2 separate regions of the Sus scrofa genome follow, and region 1 is linked to region 2. A link is a contact called in public HiChIP or PLAC-seq data. All regions are on one chromosome and are shown on one strand. Each heading gives the region's core, a stretch centred on a gene start, on an enhancer-like site or on the middle of the called end of the contact. The rest is flanking DNA. Distances are from core to core; before and after follow the strand shown. Region 1 overlaps LOC102167425 (a long non-coding RNA gene). Region 2 overlaps DAAM1 (disheveled-associated activator of morphogenesis 1).

Evidence for each region. HiChIP or PLAC-seq counts read pairs in DNA pulled down with a chosen protein or histone mark.
Region 1: a contact with region 2 is called in an H3K27ac HiChIP or PLAC-seq map of skeletal muscle. The contact joins two enhancer-like sites. A contact is called at or near these places in 2 of 2 datasets of contacts at active chromatin or transcription factors (alveolar macrophages and skeletal muscle).

The regions. Positions count from the first base shown.
Region 1 is chr1:188,511,155-188,518,021 of Sscrofa11.1, reverse strand. The region is part of intron 2 of LOC102167425 (a long non-coding RNA gene); the gene reads left to right. Among named protein-coding and RNA genes, the nearest start is that of GPR135, 68 kb to the left of the region's middle. Within about 2 kb of position 4,056, at least 16 of the 83 cell types and tissues checked have an H3K27ac peak or open chromatin away from gene starts, as enhancers often do. A contact at or near this core is called in skeletal muscle, where this site is marked.
Region 2 is chr1:188,362,179-188,369,503 of Sscrofa11.1, reverse strand. All of the region lies in intron 1 of DAAM1 (disheveled-associated activator of morphogenesis 1), which reads right to left. Among named protein-coding and RNA genes, the nearest start is that of DAAM1, 31 kb to the right of the region's middle. Within about 2 kb of position 3,308, at least 32 of the 83 cell types and tissues checked have an H3K27ac peak or open chromatin away from gene starts, as enhancers often do. A contact at or near this core is called in skeletal muscle, where this site is marked.

The DNA.
Region 1 (6,867 bases), core at 2,807-5,306, 150 kb before region 2:
GGGTTCTTGTGACAGTCTTTAAAGTCTATTTTGTCTGATGTGAGTATTGCTGCTCCACCTTTCTTTTGTTTTCCATTTGCATGGAATACCTATTTCCATCCACTCACTTACAGTCTTTATTTGTCCCTAGATCTGATTGTATGTTATTTGTTGATTTTTTTCTAGTTGCTTTTAATATTTTCTCTAGTAGACCACATATATATGCTTCTGTTTTTGTATCCGTTCATTCAATCTAGGTCTTTTGGTTTGGAGTATTTAAACCATTTAAATTTAACATGATTATCAATTTGCATGTTCTTATTGTTATCTTATGAATTGTTTTGTATTTTTTTTGTAGGTCTTCATTCTTCCTTTCTTCTTTTGCTCTCTTCTCTTGTGATTTGTTGACTACCTTTAGTGTTGTATTTGATTGCTTTCTCTTTTTGTGTATCTATTGAGATTTTTGGTTTGTGGTTACCATAAAGTTTTGATATAGCAGTTTTTGTTTTGTTTTGTTTTGTTTGCTTTTTAGGGCCATGCCCATGGCATATGGAGGTTCCCAAGCTAGGGGTCCAATTGGAGCTACAGCTGCCAGCCTATGCCACAGCAACATCAGATTGGAGCTGTGTCTGCAACCTACACTACAGCTCACGGAAACACAAGATCCTTACCCACTGAGAAAGGCCAGGGATCAAACCCTCAATCTCAATGTTCCTAGTTGGATTCATTTCTGATGTGACATGACAGGAACCCCATCAATTTCTAGTTTGGATACCATATTTGTGTGTAGATGATTTTCTACCTTTACTCTATTTTTGCCTTTACTGGTGAGTATTCCCATTTGTAATTTTCTTGTTTCTGGTCATGACCTTTTCTTTTACACATAGAGAAATTCCTTTTAGCATTTGTTGTAAAGCTGGTTTGATAGTGTTGAATTCTCTTAGCTTTTTCTTGTCTGTGAAGTTTTGATTTCTCCATCAAATCTGAAGCCTTGCTGGGTAGTGTATTTTTGTCTGTGAAGTTTTGAGTTCTCCATAAAATGAGAGCCTTGCTGGATAGTGTATTTTGGGTTGTAGTTTTTTCCTCTTTCATCACTTTAAGTATATTGTGCCACTCTTTTCTGACCTGCAGAGTTTCTTCTGAAAAATCAGCTGATAACCTTATATGATTTCTCTTATATGTTATTTGTTGATATTCTCTAGTTGCTTTTAAAATTTTCTCTTTGTCTTTAATTTTTGTCAGTTTGATCAGTATGTGTCCTGGAATGTTCCTCCTTGGGTTTATTCAGCATGGGACTCTCTGAGATTCCTGGGCTTGAATGAATGTTTCATTTACCATGTTAGGGAAATTTTAGGCTGTTATCACATCAAATATTTTCTCCAGCCCTTTCTCTCTTCTCCTTCTGGAACCCCTATAATGCAAATGTTGGTACATTTATTGTTGTCCCAGTGGTCTTTAGACAGTCATAATTTCTTTTCATTCTTTTTTCTTTATTCTGTTCCACAGAAGTGATTTCCACCAATCTCATTTCCAGCTCACTTTTTTCTTCTGCCTTAACTTTTCTGCTGTTGATTCCTTCTAGTGTATTTTTTTCTTTCAGTTATTGTATTGTTCATCTGTGTTCTTTAAATCTTCTAGGTCTTTGTTAAACATTTCTTGTGTCTTCTCAGTCTGTGCCTCATTTTTTAAAAATTCATTTTTATTAAAGTATAGCTGATTTAAAGTGTTGTGCCAATTTCTGCTATACAGCAGAGTGACCCAGTCATACATAGAGATACATTCCCTTTCTTATATTATCTTCCATCATGATCTATCCCAAGAGACTGGATTTATTTCCCTGCACTATAAAGCAGGGCCTCTTTGCTTTTCCATTATAAATGTAATAGTTTATCTACTAACTCCAAATTCCCAGTCCACCCTACTCCTTCCCCACTTCCCCTTGGCAACCATGAGCCTGTTCTCTGTCTGTGAATCTGTTTCTGTTTTGTAGATAGGTTCATTTGTGCCATATTTTAGATTCTACATATATGTGATATGGTATTTATCTTTCTATGCTTCATTTAGTCTTATAATCTCTAGTTGCATCCATGGTGCTGAAAATGGCATTATTTTGTTCTTTCTATGGCTGAGTAGTATTCCATTGTATATGTGTACCACATCTTCTGAATCCATTCATCTGTCAATGGACCTTCGGGAATGCTCACCCTGATGAATATTCCCTGGGGCTTCTGCAACTAGTGTTATTGCCCCCATAGTGAACCACAGCCAACTCCTGCCTCCCCAGGAGACCCTCCAAGACCCACATGTAGGTCTTTCCCAGGATCCTGTAGAGTCACTGCTTTGCCCTGGGTCCCAGTATGTGTGAAATCTTGTTTGCGTCATCCAAAAGTGGAGGTCTCTGTTTCCCCCAGTCCTCAGGCCCCACTGGCCTTCAAAGCCAAATGCTCTGGGGACTCCTCCCAATGCCAAATCCCCAGGCTTGGGAGCCTGAAGTGGGGCACAGCACTCTCACTCCTGTGGGAGAACCTCTGTGATACAATTATCTTCCAGTTTGTGAGTCACCCACCTGGTGGACATGGGATTTGATTATAAAAGGAATGTGTAGTTCCCACCATCTCACTGTAGTTTCTTCTTTGTCTTTGGATGTAAAATATCTTTTTTTTTTGTTAATTTCCAGTCTTTTTTGTTGATGATTGTTCAGCAGTTAGTTGTGATTTTTGGTTTTTGTGAGAGAAGGTGAGCTCGAGTCCTTCTACTCTACCATCTTGTCTCCAATCCTGTGGGAAGATAGATTGCTGGCTCATTATGAAAGATATATCTCAGAACAGCCCAATGGAAGAGATGCAAAGGGAAGGTATGGAGTAAATTCTTAGAGCTTCTGTGCCTTTTCCTGTCTGCCATACTCCCCAAATTTCCATGTGTTCCTAGTTCTGGACTTCTGATGGTATCTCTGATGGGATGGATGGTCATTCAGTCTGAGATGTTAGTGCCTCTAAGAATGGGTAGATTTCATTTGTAATGAGACATTCTGTCCAACTGCTGTTAGTTAAAGGAGTTTGGAGGTTCTCTACAGGTTTGAAAAAGTGGAATCAGTGTTTTGGTGACTTTGACCCATTGTTTGCAGCCCTACCTTCTGGTGAAATATATTATAAATTTTCTCTCTGCACATATTCGAGGCCAACTGTCATACCTCCTTCATAATTTGTTTTGTGAGCCAAAAGTTTGTCAGTGGATTCTTCTGAGCCAGTTTTTAAACTGCCTTATGGGATGCATTTTCATGGCATTTAAAATGCATTGTCTGGGAGAACACAGCACTCCAGCTGTGGCCACTCCTGTGAAGAGAGCAGTGGGCCCATCCAGTGGGTTTGATTTTTTTTTTCCTTCCTCCTTTTCCAACCTCTTTCTGCCTTGCCATAACTTGTACAGAGAAAATCCATGCCAATGGAATACATAGATTTTATGACTAAATGAACACATGTGGTTTTGGTACATCCTTGATAGGATTCTGAAAATCTGTGTTATTGTAGTTGCTTGGTAAAAAAGGGAAAACCCTGGAATGAACCCCTTTACATTTCTTCTCTAAGCAGTTGCACAACTGTTCAATAGTGGAATCAGGGCAGACTTTAATTCTAGTTAGTAAGTTGGCTGAAGTGAGGTCCTAGCACCCAGGGACCAGGACCTCAGAGGCAGGACCATGGCATCCCGTGATGAGAAATTTTAGAGCTGCTCTGCTTTTCCCAAAAAGAGAAGTGAAGGCATTGAGGAAGCTCTCGGCAGTGCCAGCTCATGTAGGCTGGCCACAGCCAATTCTGGAACTCTGACTGATCAGGTTCTAGTGTGTCACTTAGAAACTGGGGCAAGGACACTTGTGAGCAGTCTTCTGTGGGGAGTACTTTAATGTTTTAATTTTAACTGCGGGTCATTCCAGGAGTGATCATGGTCACCTGCACCAAATGCTAGTGAAGGAAAGTCCATGCCACTTGCCCTCAAACCATCCTTTCTCCAGAGCATGTGGTGAGGTGCCCTTCCCCACTGCCTTAATCCTTTGTCAGCAACTCAGTGACAGAGGGCCAGCATGACCCGTCCTAGTTGTTCCTCCAGCAGACTTGGAAGGCCAAGCTCTTGTATGAACTCACCAGCCATAAAAATGTCAGGTCACTCAACAGCTGCTACATTTCAGGGTCGAATCACTCACATTCAAGGCAGTAGGAGAAGACTGTTTTCTGTAATAGGCTTTTAAAGAGAATTCCAAATAATGTGGCCTTTATGATGGAGGAGTAACTAACAAAACTGGTTTGGGGGAAGGAAGAAAGGGAGAGAGGGGAGGGGCAGGCTCTTCCCGGGAGCCTGATGACAATCACCTTGCAGAAACTATCTTAATCTGCAAATCCTAAAGTTTATGAGCTGGGTAGACTAATAAGCATGACTAGCTCACTAGTGACCAGCCCTTCCTTTTATTTCTGCACCACACCCCCCAACCCTGCCCCAGCTTCTGAAGTGAAGAGCTGAGAAATAAGGTCCTATTGGTCTAAGAGTTAACCCTGAGCTTTTAGAGACTGGGCTGAAGTCTCAAAGTGTTTTTGGTGATACACCCAGATGTGAATAGACTGGGGCAGTCAGAGGGCCCCATAAGTTATCAAAGGGAGTTTAGCTGAGGGGTGTGTGTGCAGAGGAAGAGGGCAACATTGCATGGTTTGGTAGGGAAGTGTCTGGCCAGCAACTGGTAGGGATACCTCCTTCTCTTCCTGTCCTGTCTTCCCGAGTCATCACTCAGCATTGCAGTCACCTCCTTTCTCCAGGCACCCCTCCCACCCCAGGAGCGTCAGAGTGTCCCTGAAATCTCACTAGTCAGGACTGCTTCTCTAACACTAGAGGCGGGGGTGGGAAGATGGGGGCGAGAACATTAAGGGGATTGTAGAGTACTTTGCCACAGAAATGTCCTCACATGACCATAATGGGTGTAAATGAAATGGGAGAAGGTACTAAAGATCAGTACAGAGCTACTGCCTTTCTTCCTCCACCCAGTGAAATAAACCACAGGCAAAGAAGCAGAGAAAACACATGCTTTATTTAAATGACATGGGAAAATTATACTTTGGAACCTTTCTTTCTTTCCCATGAAAAGCAAAAACACATCAAGATTTGATTAAAATAATGATCTCCATTGTCAAAACCCCCTAGTGTGCAATCCTGTGTTCATGTTGTTTGTTTGTTACCGTGGAAACACACAGTTGATTGCTATGGACAAAAGCATGTGAGGAAAGAGGCCAAAGGTTAGATCTGATATTTTCTGGACAAGACAAATGAAAAGCAACTGACTGGTCTTTGCTATGGAAAATATGAAAATCCTTATAAACTTCCTTCCCTCCAGGGGTTCCAAGCTTTCTCCAAGATAAAGATTTTATAGATTTTTTTTTTTTTTTTTTTTGTCTTTCTGCCATTTCTAGGGCCGCTCCCACGGCATATGGAGGTTCCCAGGCTAGGGGTTGAATCGGAGCTGTAGCCTCTGGCCTACGCCAGAGCCACATCAACGCGGGATCCAAGCCGCGTCTGCAACCTACACCACAGCTCACGGCAACACTGGATCATTAACCCACTGAGCAAGGGCAGGGACTGAACCCACAACCTCATGGTTCCTAGTTGGATTCGTTAACCACTGCGCCATGACGGGAACTCCCAAGATTTTATAGATTTTAAGCCATCTCTTAATTATGGACTCAAAACATTTTTAGACTTCAGTAGAGTTCCTGTTAATAGAGGGAATAGAGATATAAGCCAATACACAGACTATAAATCTCAATGTAGTGATAGAAGAACCCTAACTTGAAATCCAGTTGTTCTCCAAGCCAGTGCTTATGGAACTAAATGGCATCAAGTAGCTGTTCAAGGATGGGAGCACTACATTTAGGTTTTCCGTATCATAGGTAACAGGTGGTGTTTCTTATCAAAAGTAAACAAACAGCAAATTCCCCCTTTTAACAGGTGATCTTTTAAATAATTCTGTCCAAACTGGTTTATTAAAGATGATTCTTTGGCCTGACAAAACCCATGTGAAGTTACAGAAAAGGAACAAAATCCTGAAGAGTTTGAACAGCTTCACCCCCTGAGAGAAGCACATTTCCCTTGGTGATGATTTTCTAGGGAAAACTGAAGACATTCAAGTAAACATAATGATCCAAAAGTTTCGTGTTTTTCCTTGTTTCTATCAGTACACCAAGGGTAGCTGAGGGTTGAGGGGATTCTCTTGTAGCCCTATCCTCCAGTATATAAACACGCAATGGAGGGATATAAAATGTGCCTACCTGGTAGAAGGGTCTTTCCCCCCCAAAGGCCAGTGTAGGAGAACAAAGTAGCTCTTGGATACTGTGCCATGTCTAGTGACTGGCTAGACTAGCTGGTGCACAAATTATAAGGACATCATGAGTCCATCATCCCAAAGAGCAAAAGTGCTTGGGTCCTTGAGCAACGCTGGGAGAATTTGTCATCAACGTGACTTCAGATTGGGTTGAGGATGGCCCAGAAGCCAAAGGGATGTGGGGCCAAGAGAAGGCCCCAATTTTCAGAGGACATAAGACACATTCCTTCTTCTGAACAGGTGAGGTTCCCCATGTTGACTTAGATACCATAAATCCATTCTAGAGACAAGAGATTCTTTTCTGTATCTCTAGTTGAAGTTTCAACAGTAGCTCCACCATGAAACTGTGTAACTGTATACAGAGTTACAGAAAAAAGTTAGTTAACAGGAGGAGGTAACATATGGTAGTCTGTGGACATACTGAAAGCTGCCATAGCAGAAAATTACACCCTTCTAGGTCCAGTCTGTACAAGTTAAAAAAGTATCATTTCTGATTTAGTAAACAACTTTCAGTATTTAAATTTAATAGTGGG
Region 2 (7,325 bases), core at 2,059-4,558:
AAATCAAGAAAAGACTTCAAGGCAATATTTTTTATTGTGGTTCAGTGATTGGAAATGGATGCTGTTCTGGAAAAGCTGGGTTTTCAAATCAAATAATACATCCATAACAGGAACCACTCTTGGGTCCAAACACAATCTATGGCTAGCACCCAGACAAGGTAAGTATATAATAAGGAGCAAGAGGTTGGACTAGTTTAGAATGAAAAAAGGCATGGCTAGAACCACAGACCCTGGGGCAAAGGAGTGGGCACCAACGGAAAGCAGGATCCTGAGAGCAAGAAGCCAGAGCAAGTGAGGACTGAAAGAATCAAAACGTTTGACAGCCAAGTTCATGTTCAAACCAAACCTGTGTATTTATATGTTCATGAACACACAGAAGACATTGGCACTAACTCTCAGCTAGGTCTAAGACCCAGTTCTAGGAAGCAGAAATCCCAATTTCCTAGACTTTAAGTCAGAGTTTTATTCTTGGAGGAAAGAGTATTATATAAGTCTACATACAAACTTACTGTGGACTAAAAAGGAGCCAAAAGCCAGCCGATCTTCTATGTTCTATCTCTGTCCAACAGAGCAGCCACTAGTCAAGTGTGGCTAACGAGAGTCTGAAATGTGGCCACTGTTAACTGTGTTCCTTCTAAGGTTGGCATTCAGTAGTGATGGTGCCTATCTCAAAATTATAACTAAACTTCTCTCTAAAGTTTTTTCACTTAGGCCAAGTGTGCAGGACAGGAATTTAACACTCCACCACCACCCCTCCCTCATCATCCTATCTTCAGAAACTCTGTTGGTGAGGTGTGAAGATTTTGTTTGTTTGTTTCTTTCTTTTTAGGGCCAAACCTGCAGCATATGGAAGATCCCAGGCTAAGGGTCGAATCGGAGCTGCAGCTACCAGCCTACATCACAGCCACAGCAACACCAGATCCAAGTTGGGTCTGCAGTGCCAGATCCTTACTCCACTGAACGAGGCCAGGGATTGAACCCAAGCACCCTCATGAATACTAGTCGGGTTCATTACTGCTGAGCCACAACAGGAACTCTTTTCTATTAAATACTGTTTTCCTGCAGGAGGGAAAAATCTACTCCATAGCACTTAGCCAGTTCTTGGCATAATCCCTGAGGAGACCTGGCATGCTGTAAAAGCATCCAGGTCCCTGTTCCCTGTTGTCTCCCAGGACAAGCAAGAGCATTCTCAATTCTTGTTACAGCACTTCAAGAAGCAGCTCTGAATTCTCTTCTTCATGAAGGATCACTCCTTCTTTGTTCTTTTGTTATTTCACATCTGCTGATAAACAGCCACATATGGTTGGCCGCTACCTTACTGGACAGCATAGGACATGTTTTATTTAGAAGAATCCGCCCTCAGACTTCCCCCCATAACTCCAGTTATAAGCCACGCTGATGTAATCAGAAGCCCATCAAAGGTGAAAATGTCACAGAGAGATAAAAGGATGATGTTCTGTAGATAAGCTGTAATGCAGAGAAATCCACTCATGATCCTGAGGATGAAGGGAGCTGTATGAAGTGCTGTGGTGACTGACGCTTGATCAGCCTTACTGCCTCAGCCATCAGTCAAACACGCTCACAGGGGCTGGACCTGAGGCCTGGTATATCACACAGGCTGCTTCTCTGGGTCCACTATGGTGAGTAACAAAAAAAGGTGCATATACTGTTTGGAAAGAACCAGTTTTCCACCCTCTACCTGCATGAGAAGCAGCCTTTTTTAGACAGTTCTATTTCTCCCAAGACTAGGTCACACACAATGTCAAATGAACTAATGTGTATCAAAGATCGGTTTTAAAACTTTTTTAACTGCTGGAAACTCCTATTTGGGGGAGTTTGGGAAAGTATCATGAACTCTGAATCCAGTCAAAGCACTGGCTAGACCAAAAACAAGTCAAAAGAAATATGTAAGTATTGTATATATTTAGAATTCAATTATTTATAGCACCAATTGAAGTTATTAAGCTAGACACATTAATTACTGCAGAAATTACACAACGGGCTCTCCAATAGAAAAAATACATCAACTGTTATTCTAACAAAGTATTCTAATGCTTCATGGAAATGTGAAATTGACCCTTAAAATGGATGTACTTAAAATCTTTCTTTCCTAATCTATGACACTGGGGCTTAAAAGAACGGGTAGACAATTTCCACCAATGTAATAAATAGACAGCTGTCCAGGAGTTCCCGTTTTGGCTCAGTGTTAATGAACCCGACTAATAGCCATGAGGACATGGGCCCCACTCAGTGGGTTAAGGATCCAGCATTGTTGTGCGCAGTGGTATAGGTCACAGACACAGCTCAGATCCTGAGTTGCCATGTCTGTGGCTTAGGCCAGCAGCTGCAGCTCCAATTTAACCCCTAGCCTGGGAACTTCCATATACCCCATATGTGGCCCTAAAAAAAAAAAAAAAAAAAAAAAAAAGACAGCTGTCCAAAATCCACACTCCACCCCCCCCCCAACTGCCACATATAGGTACATACCTACAACCTCATTTTCAAGGAAGCAAGTTCTTGATTTGACAGAGATAATATAAGACATTGAAGTAACGTGCCTGAGGTGGGTAGTGTTTAATGAGGGGAAAAGAACCTGACTTCCTTTCCTGATTTGAGCAAGGCATTTCAGGGGGGGGACTCTGGGAAGTCAAAGGAAGATGACTAGCCAGTGCTTAAGGAGGAGACGGCCAGCTAAACCAGGCCTGGAGAGGCCCCAGGGACCAACACCAGCTTCTAGACACTACCTGGATGTAGGGAGCCCTACCCACAAGGAGAGTAACAGAGGCTCATGCTGAGTGTGTTAATGAAAATCTGGAGGGAATCTACCCTTGCAACCATGATTCATAATGTTCTTTTCTGTGAGAAAATAAATGGGGGTGGAGGGGTGGTTAACAGCCATTATTTGCCACAGCCTGGGGCTCCTCTCTGGTTTCCTATTTCAGTTACCTGAATCAAAAAATATATACCCTTTTCTGGGAAAAGAAAAAAATAGGGGGAACGTGAGAAAGGTGGACATAGGTTTCAGCAGGCAAAAAAATCTGGTTGCCAATGTATGACCAAAAGTAACCACTGCCAGAAGACAGTGAGCGTTGTCAGTTCTGTGTACCAGAACTAGTAAGTGACCTTTCTTGGTGTTCCCTTCTCTGACTATTCCCTGATCCGGCTACACAGGGCAAAGGAGCTGGTATCTTGTCTTTGGCTGGTCTCCTGGGCCATGTCCAAGACCTCCGGACTTGCCTGCTCACTGCCATGGTGGATTACGAAAGGCCTTATTATCCTGAGCTCAGACAGAGCAAACACAAACACCCCCGCCTGGGGCAGGCCTATAACAAACCTGAGAAGCTGCAGTCTGCAGAAAGCATGGTCTGGGGCAGGCCTGCCAACGGCCCGAGCCAGCTGACCAGCATCCAGTCATCACTTCTTTTCCAAATACCAACTGAACAAACCTTGATTCAGCTCTTGTGTTACACTCTGGTGGAGAACAGCACAGAGGAAGCACCAAGAGAATGATTTTAGAGAAACTATTCTGGGCATGGACCAAGTACATCTTCCTGTGGAACTGTTAGTAACTCAGGGGTCCTTTGTGTTTGCTTGAACCTTCCAAGCCTAGCTGCAAAAAAGACATACTTCTTTTTTCTCCTCAGGGAGAATAAAAGTAGGAAAGTAAAATTACTGGTAATGTCATATCCAGTCAAACAGGAAGGTTTGTAGGCTCTAGGCTGAAAGGTTTCCAAAGCTACACTCAGCCAATCTGAAAATAATTTATTTGATTTTCATTTGTTTCATTTCCTCCAAAGTTACCATTCAGCTTCCGACTCCCCCACCCACCAAGACAAGAGGAAACATTCAGTAAACACAACAAAAAAAGTGTTTAAGAAACATTTGAACTGTGGAAAACTGGAAACTTCGTTCGCTGCTGGGGGGAATATAAAATGGTACAGCCACTTTGGAAAACATTTTGGCAGTTTCTCAAAGTGTTAAACATAAGAGTCTCCATATGACCTGGCAATTCACACTTTCAGGTATTTACCCAAGAGAACTGAAAACATATGTTCACAGAAAAACTTGTACATGAACGCTGACAGGAGCACTGTTCATAATAACCACAGAATGCAAACAACCTAAACATCCATAAATAAACAAAATGTGGTGTATCCACTAAATGGAGTATTATTTGGCAATAAAAAAGGATTAAGTACTGATACATGCTATGACATGGATGAAGCCTTGAAACCATTATACTAAATGAAAGAAGCCAGTCACACAAGATTATACATTTTATGACCTCATTTATATTAAAAGTCCTGAAGAGGCCAATCCATATAGACAGAAAGCAGATTAATAGTTGCCCAAGATGGAGATGGGAAAGGGGGTTGGATAGGGTACAGAGATTACAGCCAATGCCTATGCAGTTACTCTTTGGAGAGCTGAAAATGCTTTCGAATTAGATTGTGGTGATGGTTACACAAGGCTATGGATAAACAATGAATTGTAAAAAAAAAAAAAAAAAAAAAATTAACTGTACTCTAAAACAAGTGATTATATAGGTGAAATGCCTCTCAGTAAAGCTGAGGGGAGAAGGAAGGGAGGAAGGAAGGTGGGAACGAAAGATATCAGAACTGAAGTGTCTCACCTGGAATGGTAATTCTTCTCAGGGTATTTTTCTTTTAACTTTTTAACTCGCTATGATCTTATCAGTCAGAGGGAAGGAGGGAGGGAGGGAGGGAAAGAAAGAAGGAAGGAAGGAAGGAAGGAAGGAAAGAAGGAAGGAAAGAAGGAAGGGAAAGAAGTAGAGGAAGAGGAACAGAAAAGTTCCCTGCTTCCCCCAGTGATAATATCTTACCTAACTATAATACACTGTCAAAAGCAGGAAATTGATATTGACACATTACAGTTAACTAGGCTACAGAACTTAGATTTCTAGGCATGCCTTTTAAAAACAGCTGCTGGATAAAAATCCTTGAGGTTACATCCCTACTCTTTTTGCCCGAAACAGCAGTCACTTTGGTTCTGATTATAGCAAGCTAGTCAATAATTCCAGCAACAGAGATATGAGTGGTGGCCGTGTTAACAACCCCCAGTCCCCAATTTGCTTGAGAGGAAAATGAAGTTATCATTAGTGAACAATTCCCACCAAAGCACATCATTCACTTTGTAGATACTTTGAAGGTCCTTCAAGTTTAAGATGGTTCCTCACCAAGCTCCTCCCCTGAAGGGAAGCTGGTGAGCCCCTGGCGTGCTGGTGATGAGCTATGATAACTAAAGCTCTACTAAGTCTTTCCTTAGGTGGTCAAGAGTTTGCATTTAACCATCCTAACTTATTCTGGAAAAAAAACAGACTTGTTAAAGGACTCATATGAGACAGAAATAGCTTCTGTTAAAGACAGGAGATAGTTTCCAACAAAATACTCTCTTATTTATTTAATTCTTTTCTTTCTTTTATTTCCTAACTCTGGGCACTTCTGCTTTCAGTAAAAAAGTGAGCGGGGTCCAGAGAAAGTCATTTCAGTTTCTTAGCATCAGGTCTAGTAAAACAGTCGAGAAAGGAGGAGGTTGAAACTGTTGACTGAACTGAAATGGTCAGCTTTTCACTTCAGAAAAACATCTCTGCTCGGGAGATGACCTTCCCGAGGTGGGCGAGGAAGCAAGCAGTCTGTCGGGGTGATGAGGGAGGGAGAGACCATCTAGGAATAATCTGAACAGGAACACTGAACAGCCCACACCCAGGTATGAAGCTAAGAGCTACACAACTCCCTTTGCCAACTGTCACCAATTTGTTCCAGTTATTCTGGAATCACCTACAGCCCCAAATGTGTAAGGTAAACTAAGGTAAACAAGTCGCCAAAACCACAGTGAGCCTTAGAAGGACATTTAGCTTTAAGCTAACATCCCAGGCAAAAAAAAAAAAAAAAAAAAAAGTAGCCCAGACCAGGTGTGTTAAATATCATATCTGGCTGATGTCTTTTGTTTTTTTTTGTTGTTGTTGTTGTTTTTGTTTTTTGTTTTTTTAGGGCCACACCTGTGGCATATGGAAGTTCCCAGGCTAGGGGCTGAATCAAAGCTACAGCTGCTAGCCTACTACACAGCCACAGCAACTCAGGATCCAAGCCATGTCTGCAGTCTACACCACAGCTCACAGCAATGCCAGCTCCTTAACCCACTGACAGAGGCCAGGCATCGACCTCATGTATCCTCATGGATACCAGTCAGATTTGTTTCTGCTATGCCACAACAGGAATTCCTTGGCTATTATTTTGATGGCATGCTTATTTAAAAATGACAGATGACCAATGCAGAGAAAGGAGTCTTGCCTGAGGTTGTCCTCTGACAGCAAAATCTAGGAAAGACCAGAGACTCTGCTAAGATACTGGTTAAAATCAGGACAAAGTAAATCATGCCACAAACACAGCATGGAGACGAGGCACAGGGAAAAAGAGAAACTGTCTTCTGTCCATAGCACCACTCATTACTGTGTTAAAATAAAATTAAATTTAAAATAATATGAAGTTTAAAATAAAATTAAGTTTAAAAACAAAAAATCCTTCCACCCATCCCAAAGCGTGAAAGAAGCCCACACCCAAACCTTTACAAATATGCACACTACATAACCTTTTATTCAAGGGTGGAAACAGATTTGAGTTCCCTGGTATTACAATGTAAATAATTTTTCTTTCCATGTAAGTATGTACTGCACTCAGAGCTGGCCATGGTGTCAGCAATACATCCTCCACTGTCCTATGAATAGCAGCTTGGGTAAGGGGATGGAGCATGGCCTACAAGTTGGACCACGGTGGTCCTTATCCTGGCTCCAGTGTAAGAGGGTAACCCCAAACAATGGGCAAAATGTGTAGGTAGGATTGCTGATGGTTTTCAAATTTTTTTTACAGCTGTGAATTTGTCTAAATGAAATCCCAAGGACAATCCCAATATATATAAGAAGAGTCTGAAGAAAGCAGACCAGATAGAGCTGGAAGGGGTGTGGAGCAAGGGGAGCTCTCCTGGTGCATTTCCTGGAATCAGGACTTCACAGCACATGGAATGGAAACCAATGAGATCTCTTAAGAGAAAAATTCTATCCTACTTTAAAAACCTAAACTAAAACCAAGCAAAAAAAAGATGAAGTAATACAGAGTAATGGTTTCTAATGCCTAACTCTAGGTAAGTGAGGATGAGGGGTGCGGGGGTGGGGAGGAAGTATTACAGGGTGTCTTTCATTCGTAAGCATGTAAATGTTTCATACAGTTTTGTGTGCCCACTTTTCCAAATGAACTGTGACTAATAAAACTGAAGTTCATTGCAAGTGTTACTGAATTCATGTTCATGTG